2 separate regions of the Zea mays genome follow, and region 1 is linked to region 2. The links are chromatin contacts, called in public Hi-C maps. All regions are on one chromosome and are shown on one strand. The core of a region is the stretch at or near the end of the contact, and the rest is flanking DNA. Distances in the headings are between cores, read along the strand shown. Region 1 holds the start of LOC100191784. Region 2 holds the start of LOC100275252.

Region 1 (2,700 bases), core at 153-2,652, 170 kb after region 2:
ATATTTGATGACTTGATATGTTAATTACGAAGAGAGACTGATAAAGCATTTACATAATTTTATGATACTGACAATTACGGTACAAAACTTTGATTGAAACGGGGGGCAGACAAAGGCAAATCTACTCATCGTTGACCAAAAAAAAGGCAAATCTGCCGGTAAAACCTCCTTTTGGACCCTAGGAAATCTGTATGAAAAATATAGGAATTTGGTTCCTATAGGAATCAGCACTGCAATGCCCTTTGGTTGGCAGGTTTGAGACTTTGAGGCGTGGGAAAATTGGAGGGTAAAAATCCTTTGGAAGCATTTCACGGAAGAAACATGGGAAAGAAAACATGCACTCTGATCTCATTTTTCTAGCATGCGCATAGAATGAAGATAAAGGACAAGTCAAAGACTACAGAGACAGAGAGAGGAAGTATAGCACTGGCCCACATGTGTAATTAAGTAGCTTGATAAAGAATCTCGTAGGGATTTTTACAAACACTGTTATGGACTCGTCCCTTACGTGTTTCCTACAATCATCCGAACACAATTCAACAAATGTTCCTATATTTTTATTTGTCTGTTTTGCACATACATCTATGTTATATCCCTGTGTTTTCCCTGTTCCTGCAATTTTTTTCTTTCAAAGGAGGACTAAGCAAAGACCTCCTTCCGTGCTTGGCCTTTCCCGGGAGCGTGACGCTGCCGGGGCCGTTTTCGCGAAAGCAGGACGCACACAAACACACAAACAACCAAGCAACAATGGCAAACGAGCGAGCGCGGAGGAAAAGCCACCTTTTCTTCGAGTTCTACCTCTAGCTGGTCCCGACGCCCGAGGGCCGACGGCGAGAGCAGACCGGGCCTCCTCCCTGTGCGGAAACAGTTCAGTCCTGCTCGGCTCGGCACACCACCAACGGTTACGCGCCTACAGACGCCGTGCCGCGGCGCCCGAGGACAAGGAACCCCACCAAAACCACCCGCCGAAACCGAGCCAAAAGCTCTGTGGTCCCCTCGTCCACGGCCACCGACCCCACCATCCATAAACTCGCCACGGCCACTGCCGCAGCGGTCCGGTCAGGAGGGGCGGGAACAGGAACCGCGGCCCGCACGCATCGAAGCCGCTGCGGTCTGCGCTCTGCGGTGGTGGGCTCTGGCTCTGCCTCTGGCTCTGGCGCAGGGGCGTGGGGGACGGGACTGGCATTGCCACTGCCCAGCCGCGGGAGCGGCCCCTCCGGGGGGACAAGCGCATTAATGCCACTGCCGCCTCCGCCGATTTAACTCCCCGCCTCTATCGCCCTCACCTTCACCTGTACGCCGTCCCGCTTCGCTTCGGAGAGGTCGCTGCCTGTGCCTGCCATCAACGTTCCCTCGCTGGTTGAGGTAGACCCACCGACCCCCAGTACTAGTCGGGACAGAGATGGGGATTGATCTCAACGCCGTGGGGGAGGACGACCCGGCGGGCGCGGTGTGCGCGGAGCTGTGGCACGCGTGCGCGGGGGCTGGAGTGGCGCTGCCGCGGCGGGGCAGCGCCGTGGTGTACCTGCCTCAGGCGCACCTCGCGGCGGGCGGCTGCGACGGTGGTGGGGTGTCGGCGCCGGCCCCGCCGCGCGTGCCGCCGCACGTGGTGTGTCGCGTCGTCGACGTCGAGCTACGCGTGAGTTGGCCTGCCCCCCCCCCCCCCCCCCCCCACCTTGCATCGTGCAGCCCAGCTGGTGATTTAGTTTTGCTTGCTTTCCTATTCTTACGCCAGTGCGTGTGCGTGCGCGTGCAGGCGGATGCGGCCACGGACGAGGTGTACGCGCGGCTTGCGCTGGTGGCGATGGATACGGTGAGTGTCGTTGCTTCGGAAAAGTTCGTTGCTCGCGGTGGGGGGTGGGGGGGCGCTGTGATTTCAGCCAAATCGTTTCACTGATTTCTACCGCGGATGTTGGATATGGTATCTGTTCCATTGACTTCATTCCCTGTTTCGTCTGCAGTTTGCATTTTGCCAGAGCGTTGGGGGCTTGGGGCTAGATATGACTCGTCACTAGAGTATATTTTTGGTATTCAAACGCAATGTGGAGGACCTGCCATTGCCAACTTCGAGTTGTTCGAAATGATTGGCTTGGGAGTACAGTGTCACATCGATTTAGGGGGTGTTTGGTTTTAGAGACTAATTTTTAGTCCCTCCAATTTATTCCACTTTAGTCACTAAATTGTCAAATATAGAAACTAAAATAGAGTTATAGTTTCCATATTTTGTAATTTATAGACTAAAATGGAATAAAATGGAGGGACTAAAAATTAGTCCCTAGTAACCGAACACTACCTTAGACTAGGAATCGTTTTGGATTCAGATATCACTATTTACCACTTTTTAGTTCGAAGTCCAATACAAATATTGTCGCATACTAATGCAACACCAAATATCTCAAATCGAATCTACACTAAAACAGATACAGATATGGATCATTGAATATCTGGACATCGGCGCATCGATATCTAATTAGTACTAGTACTTTGTTAGAGGCTTGGGCATCGTTAACCACAGTACCTTCTTGTCCTTGCTTGTTAGTCTTTTCCTGTTTTCCTTCTTAATGCTTGGTTAAACTCTCTGAATAATTCGATCAGTCACAGACTAAGTACGAAATCATTCATTGGTTACTGTAGACTGTAGTGATAGCCCCTTTTTTTCATTTATCATGGTACTTTGCTAGACCTTATTTTTTTTGAAGG
Region 2 (2,700 bases), core at 163-2,662:
ATCCAAGGGTCCAACGCTTTTTTCACGCACATCAGTGTGTCATCAGTGTGGCAGGTTCTCTGCCCTTTCATTTCATTTAGTTATTATTACTGATATTCATGTTGGAAGTCCGTCACGACCTTTTCCTTGAGATCAAAATCTTTATTCGGGTTTTATTGGCTGCCAAACTATATATCTAATTGTTTTTTCCCCGTATTTTTGTAGAGTTTCCATAGTCTTTTTGGGGGATCAAAACCCCCCATTTTTTGAATTATTAGATCAAGTTTTTTTTCTTCACGAAAATGTTATTGCTCCAAGATTTTTAACGACTCGTTTCGGGCTAAATACCGGTGCGTTCAAGGAGGGAAAAAAACGCGGAGTGTTTTTTTAGCAGCAGAGACGACGAGCTAAAAGCAATGCCCGTTTGTAGCAAGTAGCAACTGGCGAGCAAGGTCGCGTACGGGCCACCTAATTAGGCCTCAAGGCCCAAGATATGGCCCATCTACTATAGATCATCAGCCTTTTTTTGCCAGCCCAATAGCAACTAAAAGCTCCCTCGGACGATACATGCAGCATGCCTGACCGTGGACATCGATGACGTCGAGAGACTCCCGCCGATGCATGGCACGACGACGACGAAGTGTGCTTCTGCTTTTTCTTCAGAAAACAGCTCGTATGTAGCTCATGAGGTTAAAATCAAGGGCCTGCAGGTTCCTGGGCAAATTTGGCTTTGCGACCAAAGCGCAAAGCTTAGAGAGGCGCTTTCGTTTGGACTGGCAGGAAAAGGAGGACATGCATGGGCCGGTCTTTCCAACCGAAAAGACTCGCGCTTTTGATTCCGCGCGCGCGCATCAAAAGCTACAGATTAGGGCTTCTGCCGTATGGTATGGACGATAAAGACCGTGCATGAACACCCAAAGCACGCGCTTTACCGAGATAAAGCAAAGCAAAGGCGAGAATCTTGTTTCGGGTAGTTTTTTTTTTGGTGAACTTTTATGTCACAGAGACGCATGTGGCGACGATGGGAAAAAGATTAGGAAGGTGCAGCTGGTGCTGCTTTGTTCAGATTCTTAGTAACCAAGTCATATGCCTGCCTCTTGCTCTTATAGGTTGACTCCGATCCTGGAGCTTTTACCTCTTACCGTTCTGCTAGTGCTAGCTAAAACATACTGAACTGTCTGCACTGCAGGTTGCAGGAGAAATATTTGATGAAGCTCTGTTCTTGCATTCACTTGGAAAGTTTCTTTCTTTAATTTGTAAAACCTGTCTACTAGCATGACTTTGCAGACAACCAACGAAGGCACGGCGCATGACGGAAAATCATGGTGTCTGTCCACCGCGCACGCACCCAAGCACTGAGACTGAGCTACTGACTCCCACAGTCTCCCCCACATGTGCTATATATATACGAGGGCCAGGTCTACTGGATGCCTGATACCGATAGCTAGTACGTGATAGCTCCTTCAGTAACCACCGAACCATCCACGAGCCACCGCCGCTGGCCTCGCGCAACATGCTGCCGCCTCACGTCGAGATGCCGACCACCAGGGCGGCGGGCATCAAGCTGTTCGGCAAGGTCATCACCACGCATTATCAGCAGCAGCAGCAGCCGCCGCAGCCCGTGCGCCACGCGGGCGCCGCGCCGGCGTCGTCGGGGCGCGGGAGCGGCGGCGGCCCCGGCCCCGACTTGCTGGAGGAGGTGGCGCGGGCGCGCGCGGCGGCGGCCGAGGCGCGGCTGCCGTGCCCGCGCTGCTTGAGCCGGGACACCAAGTTCTGCTACTTCAACAACTACAACGTGAACCAGCCGCGCCACTTCTGCCGGGCCTGCCACCGCTACTGGACGGCCGGCGGCGCCATCCGCAACGTGCCGGTCGGCTCCGGCCGCCGCAAGAACCGCCCGGTGCTGCTCCCGCCGCCGCCGCCGCCGCCGCACGCTGCCACCGCCACTACTACCGGCAGTAGTGCTACTATCAGCGCCGACGATAGTAACGACCGCCGCCGCTCGGCCTCGGGGTCTCCTCCTCCGGTGTTTACCTCTGCGTTCACCGCGCCCTACTACCTCGGCTCGCCCGCCCAGTTCGCCACGTCGTCGCCGGCTTACGCCGCTGGCGCTGCCGGCCCGCCGGGGACGGCGGGGCAGTGCTTGTGGCTGGTGGCGGCGACCACGACCACGGATCGTTCTGCTGCAACGGAGACCGCGCTTTTCTGATATGACGTGAATGAAAAAAAATAAGAAAATGAAATGATGTGATTTCGCTTGGTTGCTTGCTCCTCGCGCTCCGAGCATTTTCACGGATCCGGCCAGCCGGCGGTTTGGGTTTGACCTGCTGGTAACAATTTCGAGTGTGCATGTTCGGGCTTTTTATTTATTTTTAGGTGTAGTTGTGTAATCGTCCAGGTGTCTGTTTCTAACCTTTTTCTTTTGACTTAGCATCGAACTTTTGTAAGCATCAAACTTTTGCAACCTTTTCTTTTGACTTGGCAGCAAACTTTTTGTGAAGGTTGTGTAAGTCCTTTTGGGGAGCTTTTGTAAGCTTGGGATGTAATTTAACTTGACTAGAAACATGTCTCTATGCGTTTCAGTGGGAGTGAGGGGGTGCTGCTGTGCTGGGAGCTATTAAATTTTGACGTCGTTGATGATGAAGAACGCGGCGAGCCAGCGAGAGTGTCTTTCAGACACCGACAAGCGTGCGTTGCTTTTGTTAAGGTTGTTCAATTATA

Evidence for each region. Hi-C and Micro-C count contacts between places; a contact is called where the count stands out from the background.
Region 1: a Hi-C map of tassel shows a contact between it and region 2, with 4 times the contacts expected there. The contact joins the promoter of LOC100191784 here to the promoter of LOC100275252 in region 2. A contact is called at or near these places in 7 of 25 Hi-C or Micro-C datasets (ear, endosperm, leaf and 2 more) and 1 of 3 datasets of contacts at active chromatin or transcription factors (leaf).

What each region holds. Positions count from the first base shown.
Region 1 is chr6:170,114,927-170,117,626 of Zm-B73-REFERENCE-NAM-5.0, forward strand. It overlaps LOC100191784, which reads left to right and starts at 1,403. Exons shown (of 10, transcript NM_001137209.2): 1 at 1,403-1,639; 2 at 1,757-1,813. The coding sequence starts at 1,403.
Region 2 is chr6:169,944,242-169,946,941 of Zm-B73-REFERENCE-NAM-5.0, forward strand. LOC100275252 reads left to right here and starts at 1,413. Exons shown (of 1, transcript NM_001149386.1): 1 at 1,413-2,542. The coding sequence starts at 1,493. The coding sequence ends at 2,188.